2 separate regions of the Mus musculus genome follow, and region 2 is linked to region 1. The links are chromatin contacts, called in public Hi-C maps. All regions are on one chromosome and are shown on one strand. Each heading gives the region's core, a stretch centred on a gene start, on an enhancer-like site or on the middle of the called end of the contact. The rest is flanking DNA. Distances are from core to core; before and after follow the strand shown.

Region 1 (5,868 bases), core at 2,944-5,443:
AACAATACCAGTAGACATATTGAAATGGAAAGGAGCTCTCTCACAGGTCTCCATCAATAGACAAAGAACTCTAGACAACCACGTACTTCTGAGAGAGGGAGAACTTGTTTTTCCAATTGATGGGCCTCTAAATTGTCCAATTCTAAGTGGTGAGCCTTGAAATCACATATATCCAGGAAACACTAAACAGATTCAGTAGGTTGTAGATACCATTGATGTGTTTGGATGTCATAAATTTGAGAGAGAGTAACAGGTGAAAGGGAGACATGGCAGGGATTGGAAGAAGAAATGGAGAATGTCCTCCACTGGATAGCATGATTATATTTTATTTTAAAATTAAGAGGTGTATCTTTAAAAATAATCATATAGTGGAAAAAGAAAAGTCTGAATAGAAAAAAATTATATCAGAAAACTGAGCCGAGTGGCTTGTAAATGTGTACTGAGAACTCAGACCAGTCACAGTTCAGCAGACTAGTAGGGGGAAAGTCTGGTAGATAACGTTCACAGTGGAACTGAAATGAGAGGAGAGACGGTGAATATAGGCCCTGACTTCAAGGAATTTGCTATTAAATGCAGCTGAAATATTGTTGACAGGGGAAATTAGGTATGAGAAGTAGAATAAGAAAATATTGTTTTTAAGATGGAAGGAATTAAAGAATATTTTATATGTTAACAGTTATAACCCATTCCAATAAAACAGCACACCGGGTAGGAAAAGAGTAGTTTCAGAACACAAGTCTCCATGAGGTTGAATAAGTGGAAACTTGGAATGGAATGATTAATCTTAAATGAGAGAAGAATGATTCTATGGTTGTCTTGGGGAAGATGCAGCATGATGGGAAGAAGATATTTCATCAATTTAGAGAAAGGGGGATATATAAAGTGGTTGTCAAAAGAGTGAGAAAATTTAAATATGAAATGCAGTAGCTAGCATCAACTGTCCACATCTCCCGAGAAAAGAGTCTCAGTTGAGTAATTAACTATTTTTATAAGATTGGCCTTCAGAGGAGAGCCCAGCCCACTGTGAATGGTACCAAACCAGGTGTTTGAGGGCAGTATAGGAAAGCCCAAAAACTTATAGGAGCAGGGGTCTAAAGGAGGCAAAGTGCAGGCCAGCAAGCAGTGTCACTTCACAATTCCTCTTCGCAGGTTTCTGCCTTGAATTCACAGTTCCATGGAAGCCAAAATAATTTCTTTCTTCACCTAACCTGCTTTTGGTCAGAAGTTGGGCTTTGTTGTTGTTGTCGTCATTTGATTGTTTGCTTGTTTGTTTTGTCACTGCAACAGAAAGGAAGGCATGACACTAGGGAATTTTAATGGGATTGGGCAGCAGAAATTTGTAATCAAATTTTAACACGATATCTATGTAGTTGGTTTTTCTCTAGCATTTTTCAGGGGCTAGAGGATCACATGTAGTTTTTGAAGGGCTCTGTGTCTAATAGGGACCTTTGTGCTACATTACAACATAACAAAGCATACCATGGCGAAGGTGACATGAAGCAAGTGTGTTAGCTTAGAGACTCATTACTCTCTCCCTCCCTCCCTCCCTCCCTCCCCCTCCCTCCCTCCTTGTCCCTCTTCATCTTTTATCCTTTAATCTCCTCCCCTTTATATAAAGGTATTAATATCACTACAGGGACTCTACTATCATGATTTTTATCCATTCCTAAATATTTACCAAGTCCCATTAACACAGTGATTCATAGATTAAACTTCTAACATGTGAGCTTTGGAAGAATCCATTCAAACCTTGGCAGATGGACTATTTGCTCACATGTAGAAGCCATCAAGGATGTTGACAGGGGAAGTCACAAAGGCAGTGAAGCAGGATCCAAGTCAGTTAGTGAATGAGTGTGGGACCACAGTGATTAATATCTAACAATATCAAGTGGGAAGTGGTGGTTATCTAGTAGAGGATTGAATTGCTAAGAGGTTAGAAGTTCTAAAGAAAAGGGCAAAATTACCAGCTCTGGATCCTAGAATATGAGAGTAGAGAATGGAAAACAAAAAATATCAAAACAAAACAAAAACTTCTCCACAGGACTCAGGGAAAGGATGCAGAATTGAAGCATAAGGTGGTCTCACAGTGAGGAAAACAGCTGGGGAATAACATTGTGGCTATGGAAGTGAGATGTCACCCAGAAATTCTGACTTCTGCAGGGCCTAAGAAAAGGTTATGAAGGTCAGACTAAATGAGAAGAAAGTAGGAGGCTTAAGGGTGGAGCTGGTTAGTCCTGATGGGACAGGAGGGAGCTGTGGGCAGCTGGGTTGTACTAGCGTTCTGCTCAATCTCAGTTTCTTCCTAAATTGCAAAGATACAGTGGTAGCATTTTTAGGGGACAAAAGTGGTCTCAGTACTAAAGCTCTTTTGGAAATAGTCCTTCAGTCCTGAGGTGGCTGCCAGCCTTGTGGCCAGAGCAGTGAGAAGACCCAGTGTCACTGTGCTCTTGTAGGTCACCATGTCACAGGACCTTTGCATGCATTTCTCTATACTCTGCACAAACTTCCCATTTTAGGAATGCCCCCTAATTCCCTGACCTGACTAACCAGAATCTTAGTACATTCTGTCTTTCACCTTTCCCCACTGCCATGGGCGCCAGTGTGCCTCTGTCTCTGGGAATGTTTTAGTAACTTTGAACTTCTTTACTACACAATGCCCTATGCAAACAGGACTGTGAACACTTTATCATAATTTTATCTCAAGCATAGTGTGTGGAATATAACAGGTTCTCAGCAAGGATGAATAATGTTGATTAAACTGGGTCTTCAGACGTCAATGTTGGGAGGAGAGTGTGACAGAAGCTGAGTACACTCAGCTGGGTAGGGAAGAAGGGTGGGGGGGAACTTTCAGGATAGCATTTGAAATGTATATAAAGAAAATTTCTAATAAATAAATAAATAAATAAATAAATAAAACGCAACGAGGGATTTTGTTCAATTCCAGTGCCTTTTTGCATTATGGCATGGTGATGTGGTCTATAAATGTTTTGGGGTTTTCATAGCAGCTATCCAGAGAGACATACTGCCATGGACCACAGGTTGGACACACTGGCAAGACTCCTTTTGAACATCTATAGTCCCAATGAATATGATCTAGTTGATCTTGAAAGGTCAATACCAAGAAAGCTATTTGTGAAAGCAGAAACTGTGTAAAGACTTTTCTTAGTAACAATGATCTGTAAATTGAGGTGAAATGGGACCTGTGGGATCAAGGAGCGTCTAGAGCAGTGGTTCTCAGCCTTCCTAATGCTGCAACCCTTTAATACAGTTTTCTGGGTTGTGGTGATCCCCATCCATAGTTATTTTCATCGCTACCTCATTACTGTAACTTTGCTACTGTAATTTACATTATGATCATAATGTAAGTATCTTCCATATAGGCTATCTGATATGGTAGCCCTGTGAAAGTGTTGCTTGACTCCCAAGAAGGTTATGGTCTGCAGGTGGAGAACTGCTGATCTAGAGGCAATAGGACACACAGATTCTTTGAGAACTTAGCCATGACTAAGGAAATAAATAACATGTCACCTCTTGGGACTTGTCTGGTAGGGTAAGGTGGAACATGGGAACAGGGGAAGACTGGATGAGAGAAGTTATAGGGACAGAAGAAAGTCCGTGGGGCAGCAAATCTATATCCTGAAGCATAGAATAAATTGCTATTATTAGGAGTCGATTCAGGAACTGGAACATGTTTCAGAATATGGCTGCACCAAAAACCCAATGACAGCTTACTGGGGAAATGTAGAGTCAGGCAGACTTGGAACAAACAAACAGCTGGATGGCTGAGGTGTGGGACTCTCAGGGAGTAGAACCTAGAGGTTAGAGTGCCAGAAAATTCAGGGTGATTGTGCTGTCCCCTTTAATACTAAGTGAAACTAAGACACAGTGAGAGAGTAACATAGAATTAAATCATCTTGGTTTTAAAAACTCAAAGTTGACAAATGACCACATGGGGAAAGTTCAGTAAGCTTCTATTTTCTTTTTGTACCCTCTTTTCCTACCCAACACTCTGGGCATTTACTATGCACATTCTTCGTTTTCCCTGTTAAGACTTGCTTCGAAGAAGAAGTGCCTTTCCCCTTGTTTCTGGGTCATCATTCATAGCAAAGTAGGACATCCTTGAACAGTCACTGAGTTTCATTTTTCTGTCACAAAGGAATTCAGTGACTCACCTCTAGCAACTGCATTAGCTCCTCTGGGCCAAGAGGGCACTGGCCAGAGTTTCAGAGGAAGTAATTTACTAAATGGTGCCCTTGTGGGCAGAAAGGCTTAGCACACATAAAAGAGAGAAACCACAGATTCCATTTCTCTTCTTCTGAGTGTTGGTAACAATTAGGATTAATTATGTGTTTTTGTGTGCGAGTGATGATATGAATCTCAATGACATATATGAAAAAGAAATAGGCCTATTTTTAAGTGAAATAGTTCTGGTTTAGGTCCATTATAGCTGCACAATGCTGAGATGAGATATGAAGAGATAACTAAATTATTCATATTATAATTTTATTTGTGTTCTATTCTTTATTTTTCCTGTAAAAATGTCCCTATTTGTTATTAAAACTAGCATGTTTTATAAAGAGATTTATGTTAATTACACAGAAAGATGCCTTAGTCAGAATTCTATAGTGGATTTTAGAGTTTTGTAGTGTGTGCTCTCCGTGGTGTAGAATATTTCTTGCTAATGGTTCATGCCATCTATATATATAGTGATCTTTGAACTCTGTTCATTATTATGGTTATAGCTATGCCCAAATGGCAGCATATTATTAAAATATGAGGTAATGATTGAAGAAATGAGATATAATTATGCCTGTGAAGGAAAACAAGCCTTCTAGGAGTAAGTTTTTAGAAGGCAAAATAATACCTTTAAAATGTTATGCTCAAAGTAAACACATTATGACAGATGAGAAATGCCAGGGTTTTAGACAAAGCGGGGGTGGGGCCTGAATGCAGTATCTCAGGCCCTCCCTCTCCAAAATGTTGCTCACTGCAGAAATGTTCACTTTCTAGAATGCCTAGCCTCAAGGGATTTCCTTCTGGTGCATTTGAATATTTTATTATCCAAATGAATAATTACAAAAGTTATTTTTTTATATTAGTTAGTCCCAAAACCTTGATCTGACCCATGGAGAGTCATAGCCGACTTTGCAATAGGCCTGTTTCTGTGGCTTGCAGCCTAGAAGCCCGAAAAAAAATACCTAGATCCTGCTGCCCATTAAGTCAGTTCTGCTGCAACATCAGCCCTAAACAGTGGGAGCAACCGGAGCTCAGAATGAGAGCCATGCCTAATCACAGCTCAGAACAGAAACCAACTTGAGGGTGGACCCTGCACTGGAACTTGCTGATGGGCCAAGAGAAGGCTATTGAGACATGAAAATTTCTATGCAAAGCATAAATTCACTGTCACTTAGGAGCAGGTAGGCAACATACTAGGCATGTTGTTAATATCAACTAGGTTATTAACAATTGCAAATATCTGAGTGCATTTAGGTTGGGTACAATTAGAAAGGATATATTTTAACATGATTTTTCCCCCTAAGTAATTGTAATCAAAGAAATTTTTCATGAAATCATTCGGAATTATGTGAACATTTAGATATTTGTATTGGCTAGGCTTATGCTAATACTTGAGGCTTACTTTATTAAACTACTTCAGGAGAGGAAAGAGATGCTTATGAAGAGGCGAGAAAGCTGACAATGAAAAGTGTATTAGGAAAAAGGAGTGGCAGTGGCTGAGGTCAGAAAGGGGGTGAACAAAGGGATTCAAACACAGGATAAAAGAAAAAAAGTGCTTGTTCACAGGACCGGAAAATAAGGCCTGAAGAATTCCTCAAAGCAAAGCGGGGGGGGGGGGGGGGGGGTTTGCAC
Region 2 (6,151 bases), core at 698-3,197, 1.4 Mb before region 1:
CCCAGTGCTTCTAATTCTTGGATTGCGCAATCCATTCTCTACCCTGGCTCTTCTGCAGATTCCACTTTCACATCTCAGATCCCCACCCTCGTTTGTGGATGTTGGAGGTCTGGGTCAGGCACCCTGGGACCCCACAGAAAGGGGCGCTTCTAGGAAAAGGCAGTGGTGGGAGTTAACCCAGATCTTTTGGGCAGAATAGGGATGGCTAAGTGCAGCTGAGCTTGAAATATTGTTAGGGACTATTGTAATAACTGAGATAGATTTAAATATGCACCAGCAAGCAAGCTGTTATGCCGAGAAGGAATCTGTTTTGAAGTTCATTGCATTACTTTAAAAGTACATTCTTCTCTGAGGAAGTCTGCCACTGCGGTTGACTTTTTTGAAAGGTCCCCTTTAAGCTCAGTAAAGTGTAAGAGAAGTTACTGCACAACACATGGACCGCCTTAAATATATGTGTACATAGGTATTTGCGTGCCCAGGGAATGCATAGCTGTCCGTGCAACTATATAAACACAATAAAACAAACACAAGGGAGTGGACCCCGCTGCAGCTGAACTCAGAACAAGAAGCAGTCAGCACTATACTCTCACACTCACGAGGGAGGAAGGGTAGAAATCCCACTGTGTTTGGTTACAAACAGCTTAATAAAATTGGGAGGCATTGACAGTCTGGTCAGTGTTCTAAATAAATTGACACGAAGGTCCTCCAGAAGAGACAGAAAATACCTCACCATCAATCTTAAGCCACTTGCCGATTATGATTGCAAGAAAGAGATCACCGAGACTTAGCTTCTCAAATGGCTTGTTAACAGCCCCATGCCTATGTTTTGGCAACAAAATTAACTCTCCAGGAGGAAATAAAATTTTAAAATTTGTTTTGTTTTGCTTTAAAGGCAAAGAAAAATCATCCAAGGAACTTGCTTTTAACACCCTGGATTTGTTGCTGGTCAGAGACTGCTCTTCCCTTCTAGTTTGCTCAGTTGGGCCGACAAAAGAAACGGGATCAACTGATACCTCCATGGGATAAAAGAAAACACTAATATCAGCCTTTAGTTTTCCCTCTTGCTTAGAAGAACTTTATTTTTAATGTCCAGCGTTTTTGTGGTTGAAAGTTGTGCAGATGTAAAAGATGTTAGTTACCTTGTCCACAGCTATCAGGCGACTGGTGTCACTTGAATTTTGCAAGCTTTTTGTATCCATTTGAGTTCGTGAGAAAGAGAATTAGATACCAATATTGTGCACTTTCAAGTAGGTACCCTCCACCCCATCCCTCTCTCAACAGCACCCAAGCCTGCATCTGAATCCTGATGCCCTAATAACCACACTTTACAGAAAAAGGTGGTTAAGCTTTCCATCACTGGGCAGTCTGACAAAGATGCAGCCTCTCTTTGCCCCTAGAGTCCCAAGAAAGAGTGTCTCCACATACGCAAATATTTTTTTTCTATGTTTTCCTTAGAAACTTGAATTGGGTGAACATTTCGGAGGGGTCCTGAATAATTAACATTTCAAAAGGCAAAATGCTGAACAAAGAGAGACAGGTACCAACAACAAAAATATAAAATGAACCGTGCTTTAAAAAAAAAAAATCAACTGTACAGTTACAGATGCCACATCTCAACCTCTCTCACCGAGTGACCCGCTCTCCTAGCACTGAAGCCCTCTCTCCACCAGAGATTCAGGAAAACTGGGGTGTCTGGGGAGAGAGAAAGGGATGGGACCTCCTGGCAGCCTACTCTTCCCACCTGTTCCCTCCGCCCCAAGCTAGATAGAAGTGGCGCCCAGACTCCAAGTGACACTCATCAGGGTGTGTCGCCAAACCAAAGTGGAAACCCAAGTAAGTCCCCGAAGGCCCAGCAGTCTGCCAAAGGGACAAGACCTTAGGGTCGGAGGCACACGCCACCGCCCGTCTGACTGCCTGGCGGGCTGCCTGCGCTTGGGTGGACAAAAGGCTCACTGGCTACTCTAGTGTCGCAGCTGTTCTGTGTCATTCGATGGAGAGAGCAGGCGCTGCAGTGGTGGTGCGCGCGCGCGCGTGCACGGCACACACGTGCACTTGTGTCTGTATCCAGACTCAGGCACTCAACTGTCTAAGTTCCTGGCTCTACTCAGGCCCCTCAGCAGATCCCACCGCATCCCTATGCTACCTGTGTCCCCGGAGCCACGCCCAGACAGGTGTGCCCACCGTGAACCGCAAAGCCTCAGGGTAAAGACTCATGCGAGGAGAGTCAAGAGGCCATAGGCTAGGCGGGGGTCAAGAAGAATGATGGAGTTCTTCAGCTGGAATATCCCAACATTCCAGCTACTGTCACCACACTCAATCTTTCCAGCCCAGACCTGCCGGGTCCAAGAGATTGATTCTGGCAAAAAAAAAAAAAAAAAAAAAAAAAGAAAGAAAGAAAGAAAAACCTGGCTCAGGGAAACCCCGGGGGTGGCCACTGACGCCTGAGACTGAACAGGCTTGGCTTAGGTTCGAAAAACACAGTTTTAATTTTCTTAATGAAGGCGCGCTCTAGAGCTCAGCTGGTAATGGCTGTGCCGAATTTAATAGACTTCTGTCGAACAGCAGAAGACGGATAACTATCGGTTCTAAGTAATCTGCTCTAATGCAATTATTTTTTCCAGGTTCGAAAGTCATTCTGTGGAGAGGGCAGGAGTGAATTAAGCCCCCAGGGGACCTTGGACACAAGGTCCCCCGGGGGCACAAGAGACTGCCTGAAACTGGACCTGAACCTCTTGGGAGAGCTATTTGGGCTTGAGGGTGGAGTCCAGGGCTTCACTGACCTTGGTATCCTCACACCACCCCGTCTCTGCTCACCCACCCATCATTCTTCCTCCACTATTGGTCCCTCTCCCTTCCTCCATCTCTCTCTTCTTTCTCCTCACCTCCTCCAGAAGGCATGTTTCTTTCCTCTCCTCTTTGACTCATCTTTGGGGCTGACCACCATTCCGAGTTTTTCTCTCGGAAGTGTACTCACTCACACAGAAGTAAACTATGGGACTGTCAGGAGTTGAAATGGAATTGTGTGTGATGTTTAGAATATTAGTGTAGCCGTGCACACAGCTAATATATATTTCTAGCCAAAGAGGGAACCAATCCAATCCACATCGACATATAAAAGCTAGCCTCCTTAGAAGATTTTACACAAATTATCATTCCAGGAAATTTTTATTTGGAATTACCCAAGCTCTCCTCAACTATCTACTTCACTTGGCCTGAAACACAAACCTCAGGAAATAGTGATTTAAAGATGTAAAAACTAACAGGAGTCATAATTTTCCTTTGCACGTAAACCAAGCCAAACCAAGTCAAGGAAGTCACTGTGCCCAGAGGAAGCCTAAAGCTTCTGACATGGGCACTTGACCATCAGCCCAGCTACAGGACAAAGGAGGTGTCCATTCCAGAACCCCAGAATATCACCACCCACCCCCAGTGTGCGAAAACCCTGGTTTCATTGAAATGCCCACTCCTTGTTACTGTTTAGTCCTGTGGGAGCTATCTCCTTCCCCCACCCCTGCCCTGTTCTTTTTCCCTTCTGTTTGAGGTACAAGCACAAAGTTCTGTAACCATCATCTCCTCTTTTTCGCCCCAACCCTACCCTTTTCTCCCATCCTTGTCTCCTATCACAGTGGCCAAGAGCAGAGCTAGCATAGAGTCATAGGAAGCCGGGAAACCGCAAGGAGGGAGGCCCTCTTATCTCTTGGCCCTGAGGTACACACCTCTCCTGAACAGTCAGGCTTCAGTAAGAGGAGAGGACAATCCTGTTCCCTCTCCCTTTCCCTCAGCTCTTCCCAAGCTCCTAGGTCCTCAAGTCTGAAGGATTCTAGGGGCTTGCAGCCACTAGGCAGAGTGGACACATGGAATTTGTCATCCAAGTGAAGAGAAGGTGGCCCTGGATAGGCACCAGCCGAAAGAACTACATCTAATTCCTTCAGTGTTTGGACGTCATTACCCTTTAAATTAGAGCCCGAGAAAAGTGTCAGAGGTCCCTGATGATGCCCAGGCCCACCCTGTTCCAGCAACCTTGAATTTTGATGGTACTAAGGGTGGGGGCCACCCCTTAGCTGCAAGAGCAATGTTGGCATGAGGTAAGCAGTAACTGCCACTTAGTCCCACTCTGCCACCTCATCGCTTCCACCTCTAAATCTTTAATCCAACCGGGGTGCAGGCCTATAGCCACTGTTAGTTGAGTGACTAAAAAGAGTAACATGGGCCCCCAAAGCCCTCAGGCTCTTGCTCTGTATTTGCTTAGTAGGAAAGCAGAGGAAAGAGACAGTTTGCCCCCAAGGTGGGTTTTGAAAATTCCCTCTTAGAGGAGCCAAGTTAGAAGGACTTGGTAGAAGGGAAGAAATGCCTGGTCGTTATCTTCTCTACCCAGGAAGAAACCTGTATGTGCTCACTAGCCTAATTCTCCTCTCACTAGCCAAGACCCCTTCGAAAGGTATCTCAGGGCCCGTCACTTCCTCTGCTCCAGATGTGTGAGTCCCTGAGCCTTCCCAGTCCATCTGACCTCTGGCGCAAAAGACTGGTTTGGTCTGGAGAACATTAAGAAGGCCCCAGGAGGAGATTTGGTTCTGCCTCATTCTTTCTTTTGTCTTAGTGTCAAAAGGGCACACATTTACTTCCTCTTGTAAATATCAGGAGAGGAAAGCATTTCTCTTCCACTGTGTTTGCAGTGAGTTATACGTCTGCTCACATGAACAGCTTGCTTGGAATTATCCAAAGTAGACTTGCCTGAACGTAGTGCGTACTCAAAAACAAAGCAAGGAGATAGCATTGAGCACCGGAGACCCCTTTCCACTGCCTTCCCAAATAAGACTAGTGGGTGCTTTTGTTTTGTTTTGTTTCTGTTGTTGCTGTTATTGTTGTTGTTTTTGAGGCAGGGCCCACTATGTAGCACTGGCTGTCCTGTAACTTGCTATGTAGACAAGGCTGGCCTCTAATTCACAGAGATCCTTTTGCCTCTGCTTCCCGTGTGCTGGGATTAAAGGCATGAGCCCCAAGTGTCCCAATACTAGGCAAGATGGGAGCGTGGTAGCTCAGTCCTCTAATGCACTCTAGAGAAGAAAGCTGAAGCAGGGGGGTCACCATAAGTTCCAGTCAAGACTGTACAGGAAGATCCTGTCTCAAACAAACAAGGATCTCAGGTGGCAAGGGCTTCTCAATCAGTACACATTATATGCTTGCATCATTACGTTCCCTTAAAAGAAGTAAGCAATAGCCGGGCAGTGGTGGCACACACCTTTAATCCCAGCTATTTGGAGGCAGTGGCAGGTGGATTTCTGAGTTTGAGGCCAGCCTGGTCTACAGAGTGATTTCTAGGACAGCCAGGGCTACACAGAGAAACCTTGTCTTGAAAGAAGAAGAAGAGGCATGGTTTCCTATGTACTTTCTAGCTGGTTGGGAACTGACCTTGTCATCAGCCTGCTTCGAACTTGTTTCTCCTGCCTCAGCTTCCTGAGTGATGGGATCAGGGACATGCACCACCGTATCTGGTGTTTGTTTGTTTGTTTGTTTGTTTGTTTTTGTGTTTGCATTTTTACAATTCACTTCTAACATAGACCTCTAAGTTTTTCTAGGCATTATGTAGTAGATAACAAAGTTCTCCAGACTCTTGCAAGCCACATCTGGAAACACTTCCTGTGCTCTACACATCACCATCCCCCGGGCACCAGAGAGAGCAAGAGAAACCCCCCTCCCCATTATCTGATAGCATCGGCTTTTAATCAGCGAAAGGCACTCCTATTTAAATTTACAGGATGACTCTTTATTTCATTTATCTTTTCTTTTGGAGGAAAGTGAAACAAGAGCACCACCCTTATTAATTATAAGATTGATGGGGTGAAAAAAGCCAAATGAATTTGGCTTGCAAATTATTAGTGGAGGTATGAATATTTATGAGCATGCCAGGAACTGTAGTCATGAACCCTGGGCATCAAGCTTGGGAGACAGTCAGACCAATGCCTTCTGTGAGGTTCAGTCTTCCCAAATCTGACATGACACAAATGGGAAGCTTCGAAATTAGACCCAGGGTGGCCTTCCATCACGTAAGTTACCTTTTTTGGTGTGTGGTTAGCCTTGCTAAAGACGAACTTATTTGCAGAGTCTCTGTCACTTGCTTTAAGAGTTCCTTTAAATGAAAGGCAGATCAGTT

The links. Hi-C and Micro-C count contacts between places; a contact is called where the count stands out from the background.
Region 2: a contact with region 1 is called in a Hi-C map of neural stem cells, with 5 times the contacts expected there. The contact joins two enhancer-like sites. A contact is called at or near these places in 23 of 484 Hi-C or Micro-C datasets (the MC3T3-E1 cell line, the N1E-115 cell line, adipose-derived mesenchymal stem cells and 13 more) and 8 of 115 datasets of contacts at active chromatin or transcription factors (astrocytes, craniofacial prominence, differentiating embryonic stem cells and 5 more).

The regions. Positions count from the first base shown.
Region 1 is chr2:114,442,271-114,448,138 of GRCm38.p6, reverse strand. No RefSeq gene overlaps it. Among named protein-coding and RNA genes, the nearest start is that of Gm31146, 15 kb to the right of the region's middle. Within about 2 kb of position 4,193, at least 14 of the 459 cell types and tissues checked have an H3K27ac peak or open chromatin away from gene starts, as enhancers often do. A contact at or near this core is called in neural stem cells, where this site is marked.
Region 2 is chr2:115,848,642-115,854,792 of GRCm38.p6, reverse strand. No RefSeq gene overlaps it. Among named protein-coding and RNA genes, the nearest start is that of Gm31590, 45 kb to the right of the region's middle. Within about 2 kb of position 1,947, at least 41 of the 459 cell types and tissues checked have an H3K27ac peak or open chromatin away from gene starts, as enhancers often do. A contact at or near this core is called in neural stem cells, where this site is marked.